Linked DNA regions of Sus scrofa: region 1 is linked to region 2. The links are chromatin contacts, called in public Hi-C maps. All regions are on one chromosome and are shown on one strand. The core of a region is the stretch at or near the end of the contact, and the rest is flanking DNA. Distances in the headings are between cores, read along the strand shown.

The links. A called contact is a pair of places that touch in the nucleus more often than the background predicts.
Region 1: a Hi-C map of liver shows a contact between it and region 2, with 4 times the contacts expected there. The contact joins the promoter of SLC26A1 here to the enhancer-like site in region 2. A contact is called at or near these places in 2 of 5 promoter capture datasets (fetal skeletal muscle and liver) and 1 of 47 Hi-C or Micro-C datasets (liver).

Annotation. Positions count from the first base shown.
Region 1 is chr8:342,957-349,553 of Sscrofa11.1, forward strand. It overlaps SLC26A1 (sulfate anion transporter 1), which reads right to left and starts at 2,999. Exons shown (of 3, transcript XM_021100851.1): 1 at 472-2,999. IDUA (alpha-L-iduronidase) reads left to right here. Exons shown (of 14, transcript XM_021100852.1): 3 at 3,916-4,001; 4 at 4,140-4,247; 5 at 4,507-4,602; 6 at 4,697-4,899; 7 at 5,061-5,240; 8 at 5,329-5,545; 9 at 5,818-6,030; 10 at 6,132-6,253; 11 at 6,360-6,485; 12 at 6,573-6,597.
Region 2 is chr8:193,316-199,802 of Sscrofa11.1, forward strand. It overlaps CPLX1 (complexin-1), which reads right to left. Exons shown (of 4, transcript XM_021100829.1): 4 at 4,563-6,422. The coding sequence ends at 6,225. Among named protein-coding and RNA genes, the nearest start is that of CPLX1, 35 kb to the right of the region's middle. Within about 2 kb of position 2,401, at least 72 of the 83 cell types and tissues checked have an H3K27ac peak or open chromatin away from gene starts, as enhancers often do. A contact at or near this core is called in fetal skeletal muscle and liver, where this site is marked.

The sequences.
Region 1 (6,597 bases), core at 1,749-4,248, 150 kb after region 2:
GAGGGGACCCGCCGCCAGCTGGCCAGGACGGCTCTGCTCTCCCACAGCGTTGCAGGTTCTCTCCAGTGGCGGGTCTGTGTCCTCCAGCCGCGCTGCCACCTCGCATAGCCTGCTCTGAGCGCTCCCGATCCCGCCCCATGCATCTCCCACCCCGCCCGCGCCCCCTGCTCCGCCCGCCCGGGCCCCCAGCAGCACACGGCGGGCCCAAGTTCCCACCCGGGCCAGCGCCCCCTCAGCCAAGGGCGCCCCGCCCTCCGCGCCCCTCCCCCAAGCCGAGCACGGGTGGTCCCGGCCCCACCCCACGCCGTTTCCTCCCATCCTGCGCCCCCAGTCACAAGTGCAACACACACACACACACACACACACACACACACACACACACACACACACACACGGAGGAAGTGCGGCCCCCACGTCCCTCACCCGAGCACGCGAGGCCCCGGGCTCCGCCCCACGCACCGGAGCACTCACCAGGCTGGGCGCTGCTTGGTCCTCGCGGCGCACGCGCTCAGGCCCAGGGATGAGGGGGCTCCTGGTGCGGCCTCCCCAGACGCTGGCGCGCGGTGAATGAGGCCCTTGTGCGGCTACCGCGGACCCGGCCCACGTGCCCGGCCAGGAGCGGGAGGCGACCGGGCCTGTGCCGCGCCCCGTCCGGCCTCTGCAGGGGGAGTGCCGGGGTGGGCTCTGCCCCTCACCAGCTTTGATCTCCCCAGTGCCCCTCCCGACGGGGGGCTGAACTGGTTGGAGACAGAGGGTTCCCAAGTCTGGGGGTTCTGGTCCCCGGGGGCAGCTCTACGGGCCCCCAGGGCAGTCCTTGGTGCCAAGGCTGGATGGGTCTGTGGACATTCAAGTCCACCCTACTGGCAGGCTAGGGACGGCTTGGGGCTGGGGCTCCTCTGGTGCTGCCCCAGGACACTGAGGTGGGAGGTGTCAGCATTTACCAGACCAGGCCACCAGGATCAGCGGAGAAAGCCCAGAGCCGGGGCTTAGGTGCATCGCCCACGCCTGCTCCCCCTCCCCACCCCCCACCTGTGGGACTTTGGAACCTATCTGCTGCCGCCCATTTAATTTTTACCCAAGCGCTTAAGTTTATTTTTTTTTTTTCGGGTTTTTTTGCTACTGGTTGTGACCTTTGGAGGGGGAGGGGCGCCCCCCCCCCAGAGGCGGGAGGACGCAGCCCACGCCCACCAGCGAGCGGGTTCTGTGACCCTGCAGGAGCCCGAGGCACCTGTGTCCATGGCGGCTGGACTTGAGCCCAGGTTCGTCCTTGACCGTTGCACTGAAGAGTGGGGGGAGAGGAAGCCCGGAAGGGAGAGAGATGTTGATTCGTCCAGATCCTCGAGGCGACAGGGGGGCAGCGCTGGGGTGGCCTGGCTGGCGGGTACAGGGGCACTGACCGACCCAGAGCAGCTCGGCCGGAACGCCGCCTCGCTCCCTCCTCTCCCTGCGCTCGCCGGGCGAACCCGGCGGCCGCAAGAGGGCGCAGCTGCACCCCTCTGGGCAGTGCCTTTGCTCCCCCTGCTCTGTCCCTCAGGGCCTCGCCAGCCCCGCCTGCCTGGGCTCACCTTGGGTTCAGTGCCCTGCTCCGCGCCCTCCCTCGCCTTGGCGGGATCGCTGAGCACCAGCTTCCTCACCCGGCTCCAGCCTTGGGCGTCCACCCTACGTGGACAAACCTGAGACCCAGCTTCCATCGGCTTATCCCTCCCGGCCTCCGCCAAAGTGAAACCTAGTCGGAGAGGCTGTGCTGAACCCCCGGTCCCAGCTCCCCTCCAGTCCATCACCGTCCCTCCCACTTGTAAACCCGTCCGCCCCAGCTCCCTCTCGATGCCTCTGCAGACAGCATCTAGGTTTTCCTTCTGCTCCACCCAGGCCACCTCCTGGTCTTCTTGTCATGAACCCCCTGAGCCAAGGCCTTCTGATGGGGGACCCTTCTTCCAGGTCCCCGGGGGGCCATCTTCCAGCTCCCTGCTCTTGCTGCAACTGACCACAAAGGGATCCTTTCAAAACATCATGGCAAAGACAAAACCATGGCGACAGTAAAAAAAATCAGGGGTTTGGTGGGGTGGGGGGAGCATGAATATCCTTTTTAGCCAGAGCATGTGGGAGTTCCTGAGCCAGGGCTTGAACCTGCGCTACTGCAGTAACCAGAGCCACAGCAGTGACAACATGGGATCCTTAACCTGCTGAGCCACAAGGGAACTCTGAGCATAGGGTTTTTAGGTCCAAGAAAACACTGTATGATCTTGGTGGTAGATCATGTGTCTTTCCAAACCCCAAAATGTATAGCACCAGGTGAACCTTAATGTAAACTGTGGATTTGGGGTGACTAAGATGTCGGCGTAGGTTTATCAGTTGTAAGAAGCATCCCGCTCTGGGCTGTTGATCACGGGGGAGACTGTGCTTGTGGAGAGGAGGCCGGTGGCGGGGGCGGGGAGCTTCTGTACCTCCTCAGTTTTGCTGTGAACCCAAAACCACTCTAAAAAAAAAAAAAAAATTGAATCTTGGAGTTCTCACTGTGGCGCAGTGGGTTAAGAACCTGACTTTAGCATCTCGGGCTGCTGTGGATATGCGGGTTCAATCCCTGGCCCGGCACAGTGGGTTAAAGGATCTCGTGTGGGAGTTCCTGTTATGGCTCAGCGGAAACGAATCTGACTAGTATCCATGAGGACGCAAGTTCGATCCCTGGCCTCGCTCAGTGGGTTAAGGATCCAGCATTGCTGTGAGCTGTGGTGTAGGCCAGCGGCTGTAGCTCCAATTTGACCCCTAGCTTGGGAACTTCCACATGCCACCAATGCAGCCCTAAAAAGACAAAAAAAAATTAAATAAATAAAATAAAGGATTTCGTGTTGCCGTAGCTATGCAGAGGTCCCAGCTGCAGCTTAGATTCAATCTCTAGCTGAGGAAATTATGGCAAAGTAATAACATAATAATTGTAACAATAATGTCTTAAAAACACACAAACAGGAGTTCCCGCCGTGGCGCAGTGGTTAACGAATCTGACTAGGAACCATGAGGTTGCGGGTTCGATCCCTGGCCTTGCTCAGTGGGTTAACGATCTGGTGTTGCCGTGAGCTGTGGTGTGGGTCGCAGACGCGGCTCAGATCCCGAGTTGCTGTGGCTCTGGCGTAGGCCGGTGGCTACAGCTACAATTCGACCCCTAGCCTGGGAACCTGCATATGCCGCGGGAGCGGCCCTAGAAAAGGCTAAAAGACAAAAAACAAAACCCACACACAAACAAAAAAGCTGTGGTACTTCCTGCTCTGTGTGGATCTCTGAAAGGACTCCCCGTTTCGCCCCAAGTCAGGCTCCCTTCTCACGTGGCCCCAAGGCACCAGGTGACCTCCCTTCCCTCGACTCGCGCCCTCTTCCGCCCCAGGCCCGTGGCTCCTGTCCGCGGCCTGGTTGTCACACGTTCATTTCTATGTGAGGAGTGCGTGCAGGGGGGAGGCTGTCCTTGCCCCGCTCCTGCTCCCATGGTGTCTCTCAGAGTGCAGCAGGGGGACCAGGTACTGCCGAACCAAATGTGGGGCCCTGGCCTCCGGGAGGTGCAGAGAAACAGAATGTGGGCCCACAGAGTCCCACCAGGTTCTCCTCCAGCCTTGCGCTTCTCCGTCAGCTGTCTTTAGGACGCCTTGTTCTCCCCGTCTCCATCCTCTTGTCCCACTCCCAGGCCCCAGGTTGTTCTGAGCCCCCAAAGACTTGAGGGTGGGATTCCAGTGCAGGCACATGAGTTCATACTAGGCTGTGAGTGACTAATAGGCTTACATAGTTGATGTGTGCCAAGGAGAGGGGCCTATTTAGCCTGGAGCCTAGTCCCGAATGGCACCTTGCAAGCTCCCTAGCTGCTTGAATGTGGCCACAGCTCCAGGCCCAGGCCCACGTCCCCCAACCTTGACACTGAGTGTCCTTCTACAGGAGGTCAGCTGGACAGGGACTGAGCTACAATTTCACCCACTTGGATCGATACCTGGACCTTCTCAGGGAGAACCAGCTCCTCCCAGGTGAACCACTGACCCCACCGTCTCCCACTGGCCTGGCCTTTCCGGGTCCTCCTGGTTGCCCAGTCAGGTCCTGCCTCGGTGCTGGCCTGGGGGAGCCAGGCAGGTGAGCAGTGGGACAGCCACCTTCGTGTGCTGCAGGCTTTGAGCTGATGGGCAGCCCCTCTGGACACTTCACGGACTTTGAGGACAAGCAGCAGGTGTTCGAGTGGAGGAACCTGGTCTCGCTCCTGGCTAGGAGATACGTTGGTGGGTGGGGCCCATGCCCTTTGGGGATGGGGGCGCTTCTGGGCAGGCTTTCCTTCTGCACCACCCAGGCCATCTCCCGGTCTTCTTGTCATGAGCCCCCTGAGCCAAGGCCTTCTGATGGGGGCGGGGGGGGAGCTCCCAGTGACACCGCCATCGCATCCAAACCGCCCACCGCGGGTGCCCTCCCCGGGGTTCGGGATGCACTCGTGTCCCTGCCCCAGGGGAGGGCCCCTCTTGCCACAGCAGGGACTCTCTGCAGGTAGGTACGGACTCAAGCACGTTTCCAAGTGGAATTTTGAGACGTGGAACGAGCCGGACCACCACGACTTTGACAACGTGTCCATGACCTTGCAAGGTGGGCAGGCTTCCCGGGGTCCTGCGGGAGCTGAGAGAGGGGGGCAGTGGCCCTCTGACCTGGGGGGTGAGGACTCTGTGTCCCTCCCACCCAGGCTTCTTGAACTACTACGACGCCTGCTCCGAGGGTCTGCGAGCTGCCAGCCCAGCTCTGCGCCTGGGTGGTCCTGGCGACTCCTTCCATGACCCACCACGCTCCCCATTGTGCTGGGGCCTCCTGGCGCACTGTCACAACGGAACCAATTTCTTCACCGGGGAGGTGGGCGTGCGGCTAGACTTCATCGCCCTCCATAAGAAGGTATGGCCCAGGATTCCCGCCTTCTGGCCGCCCCAGCCCCTAACCCAACACCAGCACAGGTTCCCCTGCCTGCGGCAGACCTGCAGTCCCCACCTGCTGCCTGCAGTCCTGCCGCCCCTTAGCGGTGGTCTCAGGCCTGTGTGGGTTGGGCCGCGGTGCAGGGCGCGGGCAGCTCCATCTACATCCTGGAGCAGGAGGTGGCGGTGATGCAGCAGATACAGCGGCTCTTCCCCAAGTTCACGGACACCCCCATTTACAACGACGAGGCTGACCCGCTGGTGGGCTGGTCTCTGCCACAGCCCTGGAGGGCCGATGTGACCTACGCAGCCATGGTTGTGAAGGTGCGCCTGCCCCCAGGGAGCAGCCTTCCTCCCGGGTGGGGGCGGCAGGCAGGCGGCCCTGGCAGTGACCGTCCCGGCCACCTGACAGGTCATCGCGCAGCACCAGAACCTGCTGGTGGCCAACACCAGCTCCTCCATCCGCTACACGCTGCTGAGCAACGACAATGCCTTCCTGAGTTACCACCCGCACCCCTTCTCCCAGCGCACGCTCACCGCACGCTTCCAGGTCAACAACACGCGCCCACCACACGTGCAGCTGCTGCGCAAGCCGGTGCTCACGGCCATGGGGCTGCTGGCCCTGCTGGGTGAGTGGCATGCTGGATCCTGGGTGGGTCAAGGGAGCGGCTGGACAAGGGGTTGTTCTAGGCTTGTGCAAAGGCCCTTTGGGGGGGGCGTGTCTTGCTGGGGAGTGGGGAGATGGGTTCGTGTCCCTCTCCCTCCCTCCAGCTCGGAGGGACACAGAGGTTGTGGTGGGGCCAGAGGACCTCCTGTGGAGGGGGGAGCAAATGGTGGGAAGCCAGGCCCTGGGAGGGCAGAGGGGCCGTCACTGCACGAGATGACCTGCCGGTCCCCGCAGACAGCGAGCAGCTCTGGGCCGAGGTGTCGCAGGCCGGGAGGGTGCTGGACAGCAACCACACAGTGGGCGTCCTGGCCAGCGCCCACCGCCCCACCGGCCCCGCCGATGCCTGGCGCGCCACGGTGCTGGTCTACGCGAGCGACGACACCCGCGCCCACGCCAACCGCAGCGTCCCCTTGATCCTGAGCTTGCACGGGGTGCCCCCGGGCCCTGGTGAGCACGGATTCCCAGGAAGGGGCCTCGGGCCCCTGGGCTGAGGGTGGCTCTGGCGGGGCCTGGGAGGCGAGGCCTGGCCGCGGCATCCCGCTCTGCAGGGCTCGTCTTTGTCCAGCTCTACATGGACAACTCCATCTCCAGCCCCGACGGCGAGTGGCGGCGCCTGGGCCGGCCGGTCTTCCCCTCCGCCCAGCAGCTCCGGCGCATGCGCGCGGCCGAGGTCCGCGGGAGGGCGGGCGGCCGGCGGGCGGGGACGCCTCCCCGGGCCGGGCGGGGCCGGGCCGGGCCGGGGCCGAGGGCCCTGAGCACCTGGCTTCCGCTTGCAGGACCCGGCGGCCGTGAGACCGCTGCCCTTCCCCCCCAGTGGCCGCCTGACGCTGAGCCCGGAGCTGCCCCTGCCCTCGCTCCTGCTGGTGCACGTCTGCGCGCGCCCCGAGGCGCCGCCCGGCCAGGCAAGTGGCGCCTCGATCCCCGCCGCCGCCCAGGCAGGCCCCGCCCCCAGCCACCTTCCACCCAGTCACGGACCCTCGCTCCCCCAGGTATCACGGCTCCGCGCCCTGCCCT
Region 2 (6,487 bases), core at 1,151-3,650:
ATCCTTAACCCACTGAGCGAGGCCAGGGACCGAACTTGCATCCTCATGGTTCCTAGTCGGATTCGTTAACCACTGCGCCACGGCGGGACCTCCTGCTATTTTTCTCAGGGTTAGACTCGGGGTGTGGGTCTGGGGGAGGAGGACCCCAGAGGTGTGTGTATCCCATCCTATCACAGTGCCCTGTCACTGCTGATGCTGACCTTGGGCCCCAGAGGTGGTGTCTGTCACGTTTCTCCAGTGCAGGTGCTCTCTTAAGCCCTTCCCATAAGCGTGTTCCCTGAAGGAAGTCACCCTGTGGAGCCCACACCGAAGGCCGGCTCCTGACAGGACCGTCTGCGTCTGCTTTTGCGTGTCCGTGTGCGCCTGTGCACGCGTGGCCCTTACCCTATACCCGGGTCATAATCCAACAGGACCTTATTTTGTTGCCCAGATTGGTCCAGGTTTGGGAGCTCTCTCCCCTTCTCATGCCCCATCATTGTGGGTTTGGTTTGTTCTTTGGCATTTTCTTACTTCCAGGCTTCCTGCACCAGCCAGCTCCAAATGCCTCCTCAGTGGTGAGTTTTGAGTGTGTGTGTGTGTTTTTAGGGCTGCACCTGTGGGGCCCATGGAAATTCCCAGGCTGGGGGTAGAATAGGAGCTGCAGCTGCCAGCCTCCACCACAGCCACAGCAATGCTGGATCCAAGCCGCATTTGCGACCTGCACCACAGGTCACGGCAACGAGGGATCCTGAACCCACTGAACAAGGCCAGGGATCGAACCCGCGTCCTCATGGATCCTAGTTGGGTTCGTTACTGCTGAGCCACAATGGGAACTCCCGATTTTTGATTATTTATTGAACTTTATTTCTGCTCACTGCATGAGGATTAGCTGCAAGTCAGAGAATTTGTATGGACTGTCAGTCTCCCGTCTGAACCTGGAAGGTCCAGCCAGGCCCGGCCCCTGTTCATTGTCTGGCCTCAACATGGGTGGGTGAGGGAGGGGTCAAGAGGTGTGACAGGGTGAGACCCCTTCTTGGGCCCTAAGCAGGACTGTGTGGACATGTGCAGACAGAGGCTGACTTCTGGCTGATGCACCCTAGAATGTAGGACTCCTTGGAGAGAATCAGGGGTTTGGGGCACCTGGACACAGAGCAGGTGCCATCCTTATGGGCCAGAGCTCTCTGCAGGAGCAGGTGCATCAGTGCTACTCAGCTGCAGATTGAGGCAGTTTAAAGGTCAGGGTGGAATTTCCTGGTGGCCTACTGGGTTGGGGATCTGGCATTGCCGCTGCTGTGGCTCAGGTCACTGCTGTAGCACAGGTTTGATCCCTGGGCAGCAACTTCTCCATGCCGTGGGCATGGCCAAAAAATAAAATAAAGGTCAGCGCTGGGACCAGGCTTGGGGGCCAGGTTCAAAGGCCAGTCAACAACTCATTAGCATTTGTCTTTCCAAGAAGGCTTCTTTGCAGAGGGCCCTGAGGAGACAGCCAGGGAGGGAATGACGTGGGCTGTACCCAGGAGCTACCCCTGGCACTGGGTCTCCTGCTTCAGGAGGGTGGCAGCCAGGAGTGTCTGCCAGGATCTCACCCAGTTCATCCCAGGCTTCCAGGCCTTTCCCTCAGTCAGGCTGGGCACCTCTCTTCACTGGCATCATCCTCTGCCTAAATCTCAACGTACTCAAGGGTGCAAGAAACACGTTTATTTTGCAGAAACCAAACTAAACTTCCACTCCATGCCTCACCCTCTGGGGCTGAGAGAAATCACCCTGGGCACCACGGGGGTCTGGTGCTCAGCATTGTGGGGGCCCCACCCTCAGGGACGAGCAATGTAGGATTCTAGTTCTTCCCCGAGCCTCACGCAGCAGAGTAAAGACCCACCAACGGCCGGCACTGGCTGCTAGAGCCAAATGGATGCCCTAGCCCCCTCCTCACCTCCAGCTCCTGGGCCTCACACCCTCACCGCCTGTAACTGGGGCTGGGGGGCGGGGGAGAAGGGTGAGGGTAGTCCGGGGCAGGGCCGATGGCCGGGAGGGATGACCCCACCGGTGGCCGGGAGGAATGACCCCACCGGGAGGTGGTGATCCTCTGCTGTCCCGTCCCTGGACGACCTGTGCGCACCAGGCTGGGCGCATCTCCTCTCCAGTGCCCGCCCCGCCTGGACCGCGCTGCGCCGGCCCAGCCCCACCCCGCAACCAGGTAGTCCCGTTCCTGGTCCTGGCTCAGCTGGGTTCTCTGTCCCAGCCCTCCCAACGCGGGGGCTCAGAGGACACCGGGAGGACGAGAGGACACAGGGAGGGACCGGAGAGCGCCGGGGAGACACTAGGTAATCGATCCCGAGGACACCCCTGCGGCTGCCGCCCTTCCTTCTTTGGCGTCTCCCGGGCCCCGATTTGTTAGGTTTCTGCCACGTGACCTTCTGGGAGCCAATCGCAGCCGCATGACTTAGCACGCGTTGATTGGCTGAGGCCGGCCAGGGGCGGGGTGGAATGAGGTGGGGGCGGGACCGGGGTCACCAGGGGGCCTACTCCTGGCCCCGACGCCTAGGCTCAGCGCCCAGTTTGAGTGGCGCTGGGCGGTGTCTTTCCTTGAGGCCCTTCAATCCTCCAGGCCACGCACGTGTCGGCCGGCCCTAGCCAGGAATTGCTGCAGCCGGATCCCCAGCTCGGCCCCTCAGCCCGCTTCCCTCATCCTTCCTCCGGTCCCGCCCCATCGTCAGCTTCCCCCCTCCCCCCCAAGCCCGACTTCCACCCCACCCCACCCGAGCCCGCCCCCCGCATCCTGCCTGGGCTCCTGCCCCTGGTCCCACCCCCCCGCCCCCCCAGCCTGACTCGCATTCTCACCCCACCCAATCGTGCCCAAGCCCGGCCCCAGGTCGACGGCCTGAATCCCACCGGCTCCGAGGGATCCCATCCCACCCTTCACCGGAGACTGTCCCTCCTTTAGGACCTGATGAGAACCGGCTGAGGCAGAAGTGGAGGTCGGCTCCAAATTGTGTGGACAGGTGGCCTGCACCCAGGGTTCACTGAGACCCGCTGGCAGCGATTGTGGACAGCAGGATTTGTCTAGCTGCGGATTAGCACAGCAAAACAAAATGGTCCTTAATTGCCAGATCTTTAAAAACGTGTCCTGGGAGTTCCCATCATGGCTCAGTGGTTCACGAATCTGACTAGGAACCATGAGGTTGTGGGTTCGATCCCTGGCCCTGCTCAGTGGGTTAAGGATTCGGCATTGTCCTGAGCTGTGATGTAGGTTGCAGACACGGCTTGATCCCGTGTTGCTGTGGCTCTGGTGTAGGCCAGCGGCTACAGCTCCGGTTAGACCCCTAACCTGGGAACCTCCACATGCCGCAGAAGCGGCCCTAGAAAAGGCAAAAAGACAAAAAAAAAAAAAAAAAAAAAAAAGTGTCCTGACAGCCTTGATAGCTAAGTGGCTTGTGACTCAAGCAGTTCCAGGTGCCTAAGAGACAGCAATGCCGAGCAGAACACGGCCCCAGGTTGGCTCCAGAGGATCTGCCTGCCTACCTGAGGCATGGAGGACTTCCCTGAAGGAAGTGTGGTCTGCTTTGTTATAGAGTTAAATGAATGCTCTGAAAGGAAAGAGACTACAAAGAGGCAGAGTGGTCCTAAAGCAAGCCCAGAGCCAAGGGCGTGGTGGCAGAAGTCCCAGGGCCACTCTGAGGTCCTCAGCCAGCTTCCGCCTCAGGGCCCTGGCACTGCCATTCCTCTGCCTGGAATGCACTTCCATCAGAGGCCTGCAGAGCTCCCTCTGTGTGCACACATCACATCTTCAGAGGGAAACAGCGACCCTCACCATCCCCTCTGCCTCCTGCCGCTGGAAAAATCAGTCCCAGGAGAAAGGAACCTCAATTACCCCTGGTGCCTAGAACGGGGCTCTGCACGTTGTGGGGGTTCAGCAAGCATCAGGCAAAGGGGTGCCTCTCCCTGGAGCCCGCGGACCCCTCTGCAAAGAGATCTGCCCCACCAGGCACTGAGGAAGGGCCGCGGGGCTCCCGAGGGAAGGCGATGCAGGTCACTGGCAATCCGGGTTGCTCAGCACTGAGAGGAGTTCAGGCCAGGCGGGGGCGGGGGTGCAGTTCGGTGTGCCCCTTCTCAGAGCAGCCGTGCTGGGGCGGTGGCTTGTAGAGCCCAAAACCTGGATCAGCTGGCCAAGTTCTGAGGCAGAGGCAAAGGGGCAGCATTCTGGGCCCAGCCCAGTGGGGAGGGGGTGGGGGTGGGGGGACAAGTGTGGTCAGCACAGTGGGACCAGGGCCCCAAGGGCTGTGGGACAGGAAAGGCCAGAGATGGGGGAGACTTGCGGGGCTGGGGCCCTAAAGGGACCCGGTCTGCGGATGTCGAGTCGGGCGGGGCAGCCTTAGGGAGAAAGGGTCTGCGGAGGGAGTCCAGGTCAGGGCTGTGGGGAGCCCTCAGAGCTGCCCCCGCGAAGGGGGTGGGGTGGGCTGGGCCTATTTGGCAGGGCCTGGGGGGGCAAGTGGGGACCAACCATCCAGCAGGACCTCGGCTGCACCCCGGGGCCCCTCCCAGCCCCATTGCCTCCGGGGGGAAAGAGGACTCCAGACGGCCACGCGCGTGAAATCACTGTGGTGTTTATTGGCTGTGACTCCATCTGGAGAGGCCCCCGCATGCAGGAGGAGTCACGGGCGCCAGGACAGACGACGGGGACATCCACGGTCTACACTAAGCTCGGCTGCTTGGGCGTCCCACGCGCCCGGAGCAGGATGCGGGGTTTCTAGAGATAGCGCCCTGTCTGCTCAGAGCTGGCTTTTTAACGTGTGAAAACAGGCATTTAAAAAAGACGTGGGACCGGGAGGAGGCGGGGCGCGCCCGCGGCTGGGAACTGGGGGGCGGTGGTGGTTCGTATTGCGTCTAGTCGTATGGCTTCTCTAAAGAGCTAGGGAGGCCCGCGCCCCTGGCCCGCGACACGTGGACACGATGAATTTTCGACGAGACAGAAAAGGCCCCAGGGACTGAGGCGAGAGGCTTCCTGTCACGATAAAACTCCTCAAATACGTAAGACCTCAATTACCTGAGATTCGACATATTGTGATGCAAATTAAACGAAGGTAGAGGAAACGTGAGGGTTGGGAGGCCCTTGGCTGTTTCTGTTGACCCCGGCTGGCCCAAGTGGCAGGGGCGCCAACCCCAATTCGAGGGCCTGCATCTGCGCAGGGACGGCACAGGACAGGGGCGGGCCTTCTGACTCCGCTTGCTTCTGCGGGCACCCAGCGCCCGGTCCCCAGGGCTCTGCTTCTCCTCCCGGTTCTGGGCGAAGGTGTGGGTGTTCAGAGGGTGAGGGCAGGACACTCCACCCCCAGAGCAGCCTCGGAGGACACGGGTCATGGCAACCAGGAAGGGGAGTGGGGCTGGGCTCAGCCGGGCCGACAGACTCAGGGGAGCTGGAGTTATGGGGCTGCATGAGCGCCTATCTGAGGCTTTCCCAAGCCTGTCACTTTGTGTTTCCCTTGGTGGGGGAGAGCGCAGGCCCTGGCATTCCTCAGAATCGAAGGCTTCCAGAGGAGTGGACAAGAAGAGGGCCGGGAGGGCAGACAGCTGGACGAAGAAGGTAAGGGGTGCAGATGGACGGAGGTGGAGGGCAGGCACTAGGGACTAGCACTAGGAAGACACAGATACAGCAACCCAGGTGTCAGTGCGGGGGAGGGGTTGGGGGGGCCAGGCTGATCCCAGGCAGTGAGCCCGGGCCAGCTGCTGGCCTCTCCTACCCCCACCCCAGCCTGCACGACCGCTGCCCCCTACTATGGCTGTGCTCCTGAGTTTGCGCCCGCCAACGCAGAGGTGGTCGAGGGACTGGCCCTTAAGGTGGCCCTGGCCAAGGGCCCTGCTGGGTGGGTGGTGAAGGGCTGGAGCAGAAAGGGGCTTCCCAGGCTCTGGGGGAGGGTCCAACCCACCTGCTGCCAGACGAGCACGTGGGCTGGTCCCCAGAGCCTCCAGCAGACCGCAGGGGCCCTGGGTGGGGCGGTAGGGTGCCCCTCCCTCGGTGGTAGTGGCGATGGCAGTGCGGGGATGGGGTGGGGTGAGAGGTGGGCAGAGGCTCCCAAGGCATAAGGGGGGCATGGGGCGGAAAGACCCAGGACTATGGCTTATACTGGTGTTGGAGGGCTGCACTCTGCTCCCGACATCCCTTCAGGGGCCTCCGCGGAGGGCAGGACTGGGGGTGGGCGAGGGGGCAGGGGCTCCGGGCTCGGGCGAGCTGCTGTCCGGCTCCGTGGCTGTTACTTCTTGAATATGTCCTGCAGTGGTCCAGGCAGGTACTTGATGACCGTGTCCAGGATGCTCTCGTCCTCCTCCTCCGGTTCATCCCCACAGCCCGGTGGGATGGCCTTCTTGGGCCTTGTCAGGCTGCCCTCCGAGTTGGCCTCCATGGCAGCCTGGGCCTCGGCCTCACGCTCCTCCTTCTTCTTGATGCCATACTGCAGGGGACAGGGCAGGCGGAGGGCAGGCGGGGATCAGGCACTGGAGTCCCCGGGCCTGCCTC